Regions from separate parts of the Mus musculus genome. Here region 2 is linked to region 1. Evidence: chromatin contacts called from public Hi-C data. All regions are on one chromosome and are shown on one strand. Each heading gives the region's core, a stretch centred on a gene start, on an enhancer-like site or on the middle of the called end of the contact. The rest is flanking DNA. Distances are from core to core; before and after follow the strand shown.

Region 1 (6,387 bases), core at 527-3,026:
TCCCACCTGACCTCATGGTGTAGACCACTGTAGTCTAGAATTTACAGAGATCTGCCTGTCGCTTGTCTCCTGTGTGCTACCACCCTGCTCAAATAGTTCACCTCGATTCTAAATCAGTGTAATGCTTTAATTTCAAAAGCAACACATGTGAACTGTAGTGGCATTCTAAATTTACTTAAAATCTCAAGTGATAATGATGGATAAGTAGAGAAAATAACAGAGGTTGTTATCTGCCCAGCTCTAATGCTTTAAGACCTATTATAAATATAAATGTTTTGTGTCTTTTATTTGGGAACTAAATTATGAAAGGTAGGGTTGAAACTCCCAAATAATATTTATCATGACAGATGTCACTTTAAAATTGGCACCTGTAGAAGTGAAGTGAAAGGCTCTCCCATCACTTGGATGTTTTCAGCCTTTCTAAAGGGTGGTTTAGAGAAGGTACATCGAAGTTTTAGGACTGGAGATGGAGACAAGTAGTATAGCCCAGGTGCATGTACAGAGCCCTGCAAAGCACTATCCAAACCACATACTCCTGTCCAGTGTGGTGCCCCCACCCCATCCCAGCACTAGGGAAATGGAAGCAGAAGGATTGAGAGGTTTTTAGCCAGTCTATCTTATATGAGACTCTCCTGTTCCAATTTTAATGTATGTTCAGCCTAAGTGAGCATCAGACTGTCTCAGAAAATAGAGCCTAGGTTTGCTGGTATGGCTCAGTGGGTGAGGCGCTTGTCATCAAGTCTGATGACTGACGTTTGCTCCCTGAATCTGTGTAGTAGAAGAGAACCAGCACAAGGTACAGTATGGTACTCTGGCTTCAGTGTGTATGCTGTGGCCCCACCCCCAACACTAAGGAAGAAAGGGCAAACTGAAAACAGTCTATTTTCTTAGCCAGCTACCTTAAATCTAGAAATGTGCTTAGAGATTGAGGATGTATACAGAGGATGTATACATCTCTCAGTGCTTGTGCGTGCGTGCGTGCGTGCGTGTGTGTGTGTGTGTGTGTGTGTGTGTGTGTGTTTTCTTCCAGCCCTGTTTGTTTGTAACAAAATCTCAAGATAGTTCAGACTTGCCTTAAGCTTGCTATACAGCCAAGGGTGACCTTGAACTCCTGATGCTCCTGCCTTCACATCCCAAGCTCTGGGGTTGCAGTTGTAGACCACTATGCCTTGCCCCTCAATGCTGTTTATTTTTATTGTAGTGGTTAAAAAAAAGTAGAAATAACTAAAAAAAATATGAGATGTGGCTGAATAAAATGCTAGTCATAGTATACAGTGTAACCACGAACACAAAGTGTGGAGATTCTGCCTGTGTTGCTGAGGAGACTCACAGAGAGCATGAAGCCTGCAGTTGATCCCCAGTGTAACAAAAGATAAGAAAGTTCAGTCTCTCAATCTTTATTTCTCTGTCTCCCTCTCCTCTCTAATTTTTAGTTAAAAGGAAAATTCCATGTTTGTTGAAAAGTAAGATAAAAATGATCCAGCTTTTTAGAAAGTTGCTGTTTTTCAATAAGTTGGGTTTTTTTTTCCTTTTGGTTTATTTCTTTATTTATATTGAAATATATTTCTCCTGTCCCGTCTGTAGGGAGATTCTATGGAGTTGGAAATTTGGTGTCTTGAAATGAATGAAAAGTAAGTGTTTCTGTGTCAGACTCCTTGGTTATGGGGGCTGAGGCTAAGCAGTGACATCATGTGAAAGCAGGCTTTGTAGTCAGCCACAGAGAGGCGTTCTGACCACTCAGCAGAGCCAGCAGGCTTGGCTATGACGGGCTTCACGCTTGGCTTCCAGCCTAGCACAGAGATGACCTTCAGAGGGGTGTGTGTCCAGGGCAATTCACTCAGAATGGAGAAAGGAGCCACAGCAGCCATGCAAAAGATTTCTTGTTTTCCCAGAGAACAGCTCGTTCTCTGATGAAGTCCCCTGTAAGATCCAGCAACATGGCCGTCAGTGAGGTCTCCCATACTTCGATGGGCTGGAATTTTACTCCTTCCCTATTATTGTTTTTCAAGGCAGATTAGCTCACCACCTGCCTGAAGCTTGAGTTTTCTTTTTTTCTTTTTAAAGACTTATTTATTTTATATATGCGAGTACACTGTAGCTGTCCTCAGACACATCAGAAGAGGGCCTTGGATCCCATTACAGATGGTTGTGAGCCACCATGTGATTGCTGGGAACTCAACTCAGGACCTCTGGAAGAGCAGTCAGTGCTCTTAACCACTGAGCCATCTCTCCAGCCCCGAAGCTTGAGTTTTCAAATAGAACATGTGTGGAGTATGGACATTTGTTTTTCTTGAATAGAAAGTAGTTGATAGGTTATTATCCAAAATTTTTGTACCAAGTAAGTTTTTTCCTCCAGATTTTCAGCATACAACTAAATAGCTCATAAGACAGAACCTTGGAAATAAGCAGCAGGTTGAGTACAATTTGCAATATTGTTGGGTTGTTTTTATACTGCCTTTTTAGAAGTAGATAAAAACAGAGGGTTCTGGTGCTTGCCTGTGTCTAATATAAGAAGAAGCACACGCTGGCTTACTTCAGCAATGTGTTGGTAGAGCTCTAAGTACATCTTTAGTTCAGAATGTGTTTTGCAGACTTGCAGCGTCCCAAAAGATAGACTGGCAGTGTTTTTGTGCTCCTCAGGTGTGACAAAGAAATCAAAGTTTCCTACACTGTATACAACCGATTGTCACTGCTGCTGAAGTCTCTTCTCGCTATTACAAGGGTGACACCAGCCTATCGACTCTCCAGGAAGCAAGGGCATGAATATGTAATTTTGTACAGGTAAGATCAAGGATCTTGCTTTACTTCTCAGCCTCCTTACAGTGCACACTGTCTGGCATTCACGTGTTCTTGATTACTTATAACGCTATAGTTTTGCAACTGTCCTCATGAACCTCAGCTTTTCAGAGTCACTAGACCAACTGCCCTTTTGTCTCGGTATAGTTCCAGTTCCTGGGGGATGGATGATAAATTCCTGCAAACATACATTTGTTTGTTTGTTTGTTTGTTTGTTTGTTTATTCTCTTGACCCCCTTTTCTCTTTCTGAGGCAGTGTCTCACTGTGTAGTCTTAGCTGTCCTGTTGCTTACTGCTATGTAGGCCAGGATGGACTTGAACTCAGAGAGATCCTCTACTTCCCAGGTGCTCGGAGTGAAGGAAGGTGTGCACACTAAGCCCAGCCAATTTTAATTTCCTTAAAAAACGCTTTGTGCCGGGCAGTGGTAGCACATGCCTTTAATCCCATCACTGAGGGGCTGGAAGCAGGAGGAACAAGTGTTCAAACGCATCCTCAGCTGCTTAACTCTGAGGCCATCCTGGGTGACACAAGAGCAAACAAGCAAACAAATAAGCTTTCCGTGAATGATTCTATAGCCTCTTCTCTTCCAGAGCTAAATTCAACTTCCTAGGTCTGACAAAGCGCTAATTCAGTTTAAGAGTATTTGTCTATAGCTGAAAAGAACTAGTCAGCAGTTTAAGTATTGTCTGTGAGGTCAGTAATTCACCTCAGCATGTTTTCCTGAGTTCCATTTTAGTGCAAGTAGTTTATGAGGTATAGAGGCTCTATACTTAGTGGTGGGGTTTTCCCTCCTGTGTGGGGGAGTGGAAGTTGGTGTTTTTGAGACGGGTCTTTCCATGTGCCCCTGGCTGTCCTGTAATGTGCTGTGTAGAACAGGATGGCCTAGAAGCACAGATCACTGACTGCACATAGAGAGGACAGTAGCTGATCAAGCCTAGGTGGGCAGGGTGGAGCATCAGATCCCTTGTTAGTTTGCCTGGTCAGCTGGTGGGGAGGGGATGTAGTAAAGTCATCAGGAATGCTTTGTGTTGGAGAGGAGCTGTTGATTTTAGCCTTTGTCAAAAGTAGAGCTGACCTGTAGGACTACCATTTTAGTATGGAGGGACCAAAGATAATTGCCAGTTACACAGGAGCAAACTTACTGAGAATATTTACCAAGTAAGTCTTCCTTAACTCTAACTTGACAGTTCCCTAACATTTCTCTCTCAGATATCAAGTTGTGTGTTTGTTGAGAATTATTAGACTTGTTTTGTTTTGTTTTGTTTTGTTTTGTTTTGTTTTGTTTTGTTTTGTTTTTGAGACAGGGTTTCTCTGTGTAGCCCTGGCTGTCCTGGAACTCACTTTGTAGACCAGGCTGGCCTCAAACTCAGAAATCCACCTGCCTCTGCCTCCCGAGTGCTGGGATTAAAGGCGTGTGCCAACATCACCCGGCTGAGAATTATTAGACTTTGGCTGTAATAGATCTTTTTAGTCTTCACTCATTTCTTATTGTGTCTGTTACTTTTTTTGTTGCTGTGGCAAAAGCCTTACAAGAAACCGTTTAAGGGTGGATGCAATGGCCTTGCCACAGGTAAAGGACCTGCCACAGAAGCTTGGGTATTTATGGAGGACCTAGCCATTTCTGCCATCTCAGCCTATTTTCCTCCTCCATCTCCCTCTCCCTCCCTCCTTCTCTCCCTCCCTCCTTCTCTCTCTTCTTTTTTTTCTCTCTCTCTCCTCTCCCTCTTCCTCCCCCTTTCCCTCCCTCCATCCCTCTGTCTTCTCTCTTTGTTTTTGTTTTTGAGACAGAGTTTCTCTGTGTAGCCCTGGCTATCCTAGAGCTCGCTATGTAGACCAGGCTGGCCTTGAACTCACAGAGATTCACCCGCCTCTGGCTCCTGAGTGCTAGGATTAAAGGCTTATGGGTCATTGTGTCTTATGTAGCTATCACCTTATGGGTGTTTGTGCCCAGGGCTTAGTTGAGTGAGGAAAGTTGTCCGTGCAGATGAGAAAGTGGGGCTTGTTTAGGCTATTTCTCAGTGTTTTAGCCATGGCCTTCGAGAGTGTAGAGTGGGATGTCACTTCTTTTTTTCATTCCCTACAGGATTTATTTTGGGGAAGTTCAACTGAATGGCTTAGGAGAAGGTATGTATGCATTCAGGCCAGAAACATTTGTGGTGTTAAGAGCTGTACTGACTTCAGAGATGGGCTCAATTGTTGCTTGGCTACGTGACTAACCTTGTATAGCACACCATAACTTTAAAGTGTATACTACAGTAAGGAAACATAAAGAGGCGCGTGCCAGTTGACTAAGGAGCTACCAGGGTTGAAATACTAATTTTTGAAAAGTTTCAGCCGGAATTCAGTGTGTGGGGTTTCTCATTCCCTTTCCCTCTCTCCCCCTCCCGTCTGCTGCCCTTCCTCCCCTCCCCTCTCACCTCACTCATGTCTTTCTCCTCCCCTTCCTGCATGCTGATTAAGCCCTGTGCTACTGGCCCAGTGCTTTCCTTGTGGTTTGTCTCTGCTCTGCTCTGCCTGTCTTGTACTGGGATTAAAGACGTGCATGCCACCAAATCCCTCTCTCTCTCTTTTTGTTTTTAAACATCAGGTCAGTAGAGAGTATATGCTAGTGTGGACACACAAGAGTGAAGTTGCTTTCCTTGTACGCTGAATCAGCAAGTAATGCCAGTGACCTAGATAGCAGGCTGGCCAAGAACGGTTGGTGTCAGCCTTCTTTGGACATAAGTTGATATTTCCTCTCTTCTAGGCTTCCAGACAGTTCGAGTTGGAACAGTGGGCACCCCTGTGGGCACCCTCACTCTTTCCTGTGCTTATAGAATTAACTTGGCATTCATGTCCACCAGGTGAGGAAGAGGTCAGGGTCCATTAAGAGCTTTCCAAGGATGTTAAAAGTTCTGGCTTCTCCAGAACTCCAAGGCTAAAACTACAGTTCATGCTGATGAGAGCTGAAAGCCACCCTTCCCAGAATGCATTTGAGAGAGAGAGAGAGAGAGAGAAAGAAAGTAAGTGCTCGTGCGCACATCACTGTCATAGTGGAGATTTTTTTTTTTTTCCGAGTCAGGGTTTCTCTGTATCGCCCTGGCTGTCCTGGAACTCATTCTATAGACCAGGCTGGCCTCGAACTCAGAAATCCGCCTGCCTCTGCCTCCCAAGTGCTGGGATTAAAGGTGTGCGCTACCACGCCCGGCTCATGGTGGAGATTTTAAGTGTCCCTAGCCAAGCTGTCCAGAAGTAAAGTTGTGGCTTATATTTAGAGACTGTAGCATTAAGGTTCTGGGTAGACCTGAAGTGACTATGCCATAATGGGCCCTCTGGACTTGAAGGTGACTTGGAAGATATTCTAACAAATACTGTATTGTGCTTCTTGCATTACAGGCAATTTGAGAGGACCCCACCTATCATGGGGATTATCATTGATCACTTTGTTGACCGTCCCTATCCCAGCTCTTCTCCTATGCACCCCTGTAATTACAGGTAAGGGCTGAGACGAGTCTCCCCCAAGCTACAGCTAAGCAATAGCAGCCTCGAGCCATGTGGGTAGAAATGAAAAGGCTAGTTTTGTTCTCGCTGCTGCCTGTTAGGTACACCAA
Region 2 (6,572 bases), core at 3,206-5,705, 80 kb before region 1:
CAAACAAACAAACAAACACCCTAGATGAGTAGCCCAGAGACTATCGAAAAACACAAGTTTGGTAAATTAAAAAAAAAAAAAAAAAAAAAAAAAAAAAAGCAAAAAAAGCAAAACACTTTCCTATGGAATTCTTCACCTATTAATTGAACTAGAGTTGTTAAAAAATATATATATTCAAAAAATATCTAGCACAAAATGCTGAACAAAATATCTGTCCCCACTGTAGGTCTTTTTAAAAATTCTCACTATAAATAGTCCTTTGGAACACAGTCTTATCTCAACAAGTAGTCCTATATCTATGATATTTCAAAGTCAAAAGTCAAGGCAAAAAAAAAAAAACCCCAATGATTATATCTCCTCATGCTTCTTTAACCCAATCAACATTTCCCTTTTAAGGCTAAAACCAGAGCTTTGGGCTTAGACAAAAATAAACTAGTACAACAGTTAACTCACAGCACTAGGCCTGATGCTATCTCTGCCATCAAAGAAAGATTTCCCCAAAAAATGCAAGATCAGAACCAGATGCATGGGTCCCAGAGGCTTTATATAAGCCACAACCCTGCTAAGACTGAAGGACGATGGGCATTAAGGAGAAGAGGCGGGGAGGCAGAGCACAGGCCAGCAGCAGCTTACCTCCTGAGGGAGTCTTCCTCAGAGCTTTCTTCAGGCATATCTTGATGTAAGGCCTCCTGTGATACAGTTCCAGATCTGCTGGACTGGGTATAAATGCGTTCCCAGTGGCCTGTCTCCTGGTTAAAGGCCACCCCCACAGTCCTCTCCTCTTGTGAACTAGCAGAGCTGCTCAACTCCAGCCTGCTGGAGCTAGGCATTTGGCCCTCAGTCCGCTCAAGAGGTGGTAGCTGGTTGCCACTTGGTGGCATGCCCTCAAAGGTAGTGGAGACGTGCCAGGAAGAGCTAGCCTCACCAGATGAGTAGTTAGGTGTGGTTCTTTCCCAACGAAGGGTATCATTGTTGAAGGTTAGAAGATTATGGCAAGCACGGCATCGATTAAGGTGGCCCCGAGACAGGTTGGAGTTGTTCTCACTGCTGTGTGGGGTAGGCAGGTGGGAAGGACCTGGTCTCTCAGATTCAATATTATTGTTGAGCATTTCCTGGGCCTGTTGGGTCTGGGGAGTTTCCCCACTCAGGCTCTGATCCAGCTCCTGCAGCCTGTCATACTCCAAAAAGAAGCGTCTCAGGTCACATTGAAGCTCATGGCGAATGCTGCCTGAGTTGTTTTGGCTGGAACCATTCCCTCCATCTGACTCAGTTGCCAACCCTGATGATGGAAAACCCCTCCCTTCTGTGGCTGAAGTATACACAGATGCCTGAGAGCCACCTTCCTGCTGTCTCAGTACAGAAAGCAAACTCACTGAGGAGGCACTGGTCCTCGGTGGGGGCATAGATTCTACCTCAGAACGAGAGTTCAGAGTGAGTACTGTCCGGGTCCACTCAGAACCTGTCAGCCCAGGGGCTAGTTCTCTGTGATACCTAGAAGGGTGGCTAGACAAAGGGCCCCCCAAAGAGCGCCGGGTAGGACCCAGACTGAGGTTGCGGAGCGTGTTGCCCGCAGTGCTGCTCTGGACTGTACTGAAGGCAGACGGCCGGTTCAGGAGGCCCTGGTCCTGCTGCGTTGATGAAGCCTGCTCCGGGGGATGGAAGGGCTCGGTCTGTACAAAAGAAAAGGAAGGGGTAGTAGCTCTGGCAGAAGCAGGGGGGACACTGTCCTGGTGTGGCAAGAGGGAAGGAACTCGAGTGCCAGCACAGCGGCTGCAAAGGCACAGGATCCCAGGGTGCTGGCAGCACTCAACTGTGGTGGGGTAACTGACCCGCTGTCGGAGTCTGATGTAAGCGGAAGTCCTGGGACGCTCCGTGGAGGGCTGAGGGGGAGGCGGTGGGGGTGAGGGGGTAGCAGAATCTTGTACTGTGCTTTGCTCTCCCACCTGGATGCCAGAGGAACGGGAGGACAGCATGTGCAGGAAATTGTGGAGGAGAGGTGTCCGGCGAACTGGCTGTGATTGCAGGAGGGCACGTTGACGGTAATGAGATAACTCTGTTCCATCTATAGGGATTTCTGGTTCGTCATCACCCTGCAACATGGACCAGCAGGACAGAGTAGAGCACAACAGATAGAACCGCCAAACAAATCAAGAGAAACTTAAAGTTGACTGATAATCATCCAAGAAGAACCACCTCCATGGATAAGTAAAACCTCTCTCCCCATAAGGTAATGAAAACTGGCTTCAGATTCAAAACCACCATATGGTATTAAATTATTCATTTCCAATTGGCAACATATCTAAATGGGTACAGCTGGCAAAACAATTATTTAAAAAAGGCATCTCTGTGACATAGAAGCAGTAAGGGAAACAAAAGCAACCAGCCAGGGGCATACGAGTGATAAGCATGATGAAGACAAGTTATTTCCTTTTTATTTTAGATTTATTTGTACTTTACGTCTGAGTGTTTTTGCCTGTATGTATTTATGTGCATCACATACATGTATGGTGTCTATGGAGGTCAGCAGAAGCAATCAGATACCTAGAACTGGAATTCAAATGGCTGGGAACTGCTACATTGAGTGCTGGCATTCAAACCAGGTCCTCTGCAAAAACATCAAGTGCTCTTAACTGCTGAGCCATTTCTCCAGCCTCTGGCTACTTCTTTCTTTTTAAGATTTATTTTTAGAAGCCAGAGAGATGGCTCAGTGGTTAAAACACTTGTTGCTTTTGCAGAGGACCTGGGTTTGGTTCCCAGAATCCACATGGTGGTTACAATTGCCTGTAACACCAGTTCTAAGAAATCTAATCTTCTGGCCTCTGTGGTCACTACATAAACACATTACACAGACACACAATCAGGCAAAATTCCCACATATGTTTTTTAAAATTATAGTCTGTTTGTTTGTTTGTTTGTTTGTTTATGGATACGTGTGGGCCTTTGTGTGGGTATATGCCACACACATCTAAACACTGAGAACTGGCCAGAAAAAGGCATTGGATTCCTTGGAGCTAGAGTTATGAGCAGGTGTAAGTAGCCCAACAGAAGGGACTGAAAACTGAACTCAGGTCCTGTACACAACTTTTAACACCTGAGTCATTTCTGCAGCTCTGACAAGGCTTGTTTATCATGATTTATTCACAAAGGTTAAAAAATTGACTCATGTGAAAATTATGTCTGTAACTTTCAATATCATCAGAAATTAATTAAAATCTTGATGGAAAAGAATTACAGAAATGTTAAGAACTAAAATATAATCAGAATTGCATTTTAGTAATAATAAATTCATTATTATAATACATAATAGATATTTAATAATAAAGAAATAATAATAATCAAAATTAGAGTGCTAGTTTAGAAAATACCTCCCAATTCAGCTAGAGTTGGACTGTTAGACTCTTACCTGCTGATTAGAAGGGTTAACAATAGCTGTAAGTAAGTAGTGTCCAAGTGGATCAAATCTCACCAGGCTGAAATACAAAAGAATAAGAGACAAAGATCATGTTAACTGAGAAATGAAAATTGACTACCCCTTCATACTTTTAAAACTCTCTATTTTCTCCACCTCCCACTCTCTTCTAAAGACAGTTTATCTATGCAATCCAGGTCATCTTCACACTCACAAATGTTCTGCCTCAGATTCCTGAATGCTACACACCTACCTAGTCTTTCAAAAAACTTTTAAAGACAATAAAATAAGACTTTATGTTGTTTCCTAATGCGTTAAGAAACAGATTTCAGAGCTGGAGAGATGGCTCAGCAGTTAAAAGCAGTAACTGCTCTTCCAGAGGTCCTGAGTTCAATTCCCAGCAACCACATTGTGGCTCACAACCATCAGTAATAGGATCTGATGTCCTCTTCTTGTGTCTGAAGTCAGCTACAGTGTATTAATATAAATAAAAATAAATGAATATTAAATAGAAAAAAGGAGATTTCTTTTTTTTTCTTTTTTTCTTTTTTCCTTTTTTTTAAAGCAGGGTCTTATATACCTCAGGCTAGCTTACAAGTCAACAAGAAAAAAGGAGATTTCATTTTTTTTCTTTTTTCCTTTTTTTTTTTTTAAGCAGGGTCTTATATACCTCAGGCTAGCTTACAAGTCAACAGCTGGTTACAGAAGACCTTTAACTTTTGACTCTTCTGCCTTTACCATCTCAGCATTGGCATTACAGGTGTGCACCAACACACTCACCATATGTGATACTAGGGATCCAACTCTAAGCTTCATTCATGCAAGACAAGCTATTCTATTAACCTGGGCTACATCCTCAGGCCATGGTTCCAGTTTTGAAAAACATCCAGGCTCACATCACATTTAGCAGCTACACTAAATAAGTATCTGTTCAACATCTAAGAGCCCATTTAAATGGTAAATCAGAATGCTGCCACACAGATTCAGGTTTCCCTTCATAAAGCTGCTACACTTGGCAAAAAGTACTTACTCTAGTGACAACAAAGTATCAGTACAAAGTGATATGGCTGGAAGCCAGAAAACCAGTCTATATCCAGTCACAGTATGGTCAAAAGCAGCCAAAGAAAACAATTTATCCAGTCTAACTTAGGTAGTGTATATCTTGTTTCTGTAGTGCAGAAAACTGAATACAAGGCCATATATGTAACAGGCAAGAGCTGAACAATCTTACTACATCCCCAGCTATATTGTGGTTTTGATATTTTGGGTTGTTTTGTTTTGTTTTGTTAAGACAGTCTCACTATATAACTCTGGTTATCCTGAAACTCACTTTGTAGACCAAGACAGCCTCAAACTCACAGAGATCCACCTACCTCTGCTGGATCTACCTACCAAATGCTGAGATTAGGGTGTGGACAACTACATCTAGCTTGGTATTTTGTTTTTTAAGACAGAGTCTTGTTAACTAGTCCAGGAAGACTTAGACTCCTTATGTAGCCCAGATACATGTTTATGTCTTTTTTATAATTGGATATAGATATAATAAATATAAGTAAATAGCCAATAATGAACAATCAGCCACCAAGCTATCAAATTACCCATTTATTTTTGAGAGGCTTCTCAAAAGGTAATCCCAAGTGCAGGCAGCCTAGAACCTAAGTAGGATTTTACCAAATGACCCTGACCTGCAGAGACCACAAGATGAGGCCATAAACAAAATGAACTGTTTCTGGGCTAATCAGCCATGATGATGCTAACAAATACCCTAAAGAAGACTACTGACTGCCCTAAGTAGGGATAACAACCTGTCTCCTGAAATAACAGTAGTTATAAATGGTCTTTCCTGTCTGGTGCCTGATACAGTTGACAGAACGTGGCACTCACCGGACACGCTCCATCTCACTGGCTGTTTTCACCACAGCAAAGGGCTCCCGACGACTCCAATCCCAGAAATGGATCTCATTTGCAGTGGCAATTAGTAGAAGCTGAGCCGTAGGGTGGAAAGCCAAGGAGGCTATGGCATTGTTGCTGTCTGTGAACCAGCTTTCACTGCCCCCCTGCAAATGAACCAATCCAAAATTATTCTCAGATTACAAACTGCTAACAGACTGGGGAGTCCATGTGAAGAGAATTACATTGAAGAGCTAAATATGATTACTTACACCTATAATCCCAGCACTTGGGAAGCAAAGCAAGAAGACTGCCACAAACTTGAGGCCAGCCTGGACTGTATCGTGACAGTAGTGTCAAAAAGCAAGACAAACAAAAAAAGAAATAAAAGAAAAAAAAGAGGGGGATAGGGAGGGGAAGAGGAGGGATGGAGGGAGTGAAAAAGAGGAGGGGTCTAGATGGAACTATATAGCTCAGTGGTAAAGCATATACTTTCGTATGGATGAAGCCCCTGGGTTTGATTCCTAGTATTTCCACTTTCAATTACAATCTTTATCAGAGTACAGTGGTAGATGGCTTTAATCCCAGCGCTCAGAAGGCAGAGGCATGTGGATCTCCATGAGTTTGAGGGTAGCCTGGTCTACATAGTCATTTCCAAACCAGTCAGATTTGCATATCAAGGCTCTGTCTCTAAATAAATTTCCATTTGAGATAAAATGAGTTCTTATAGGGCTTACTTTAAACATGTCTTTTATAAAATAATGTATATGAACAGTCATCTAACAGTGCCAATAATTTATAGAACAATTACTGTCTTCAAGTCAATTACAAAGCCTCTACTTAGTTCCTGTTTCTGACACCTGTGAACATTCCAGCTTGGTGCAAACATAGTGAAAGCAACCCACTAGTCTATCATCAGGACAAGTCTTGTGTGATGATCATGAGCAGAGTACTCCAAGACAAAGGAAGTCGATACTGAACTCATGTTAGAGCCTCCTGCTATACAATCTTAAAATGAGCAGGCAGAAGAAAAGTTTGTTTACTTCATAATGGATAAGTACAAACTAGAATATCCATCCTTTAAGTAAGCAATGTCTACCAGTCCTAACAAAGTGGTTAGTTTCTCAGCCAGAAGTAAGAATCCAATGGCAAACAAGTCTCTGTGTCTGGAATACCAAAGGGAAATAAGCAGCCCAAAAAATACTTACATGTAAATCCCAAATCCTAACTTCCCCATCTAGGCAACCAGAAGCAATAAGGCCTGAGATGGTGG

The links. Hi-C and Micro-C count contacts between places; a contact is called where the count stands out from the background.
Region 2: a contact with region 1 is called in a Hi-C map of Sertoli cells, with 2.4 times the contacts expected there. The contact joins two enhancer-like sites. A contact is called at or near these places in 13 of 484 Hi-C or Micro-C datasets (the AML12 cell line, CD8 T cells, the G1E-ER4 cell line and 8 more) and 3 of 9 other capture datasets (adipose tissue, liver and pancreatic islet).

What each region holds. Positions count from the first base shown.
Region 1 is chr2:91,685,035-91,691,421 of GRCm38.p6, reverse strand. It overlaps Atg13 (autophagy related 13), which reads left to right. Exons shown (of 17, transcript NM_001355419.1): 5 at 1,585-1,631; 6 at 2,641-2,781; 7 at 4,881-4,921; 8 at 5,544-5,640; 9 at 6,173-6,271. Among named protein-coding and RNA genes, the nearest start is that of Atg13, 22 kb to the left of the region's middle. Within about 2 kb of position 1,776, at least 32 of the 459 cell types and tissues checked have an H3K27ac peak or open chromatin away from gene starts, as enhancers often do. A contact at or near this core is called in Sertoli cells, where this site is marked.
Region 2 is chr2:91,767,809-91,774,380 of GRCm38.p6, reverse strand. It overlaps Ambra1 (autophagy/beclin 1 regulator 1), which reads right to left. Exons shown (of 18, transcript NM_172669.3): 4 at 6,508-6,572; 5 at 5,294-5,466; 6 at 3,404-3,470; 7 at 634-2,090. Among named protein-coding and RNA genes, the nearest start is that of Ambra1, 41 kb to the right of the region's middle. Within about 2 kb of position 4,455, at least 1 of the 459 cell types and tissues checked has an H3K27ac peak or open chromatin away from gene starts, as enhancers often do. A contact at or near this core is called in Sertoli cells, where this site is marked.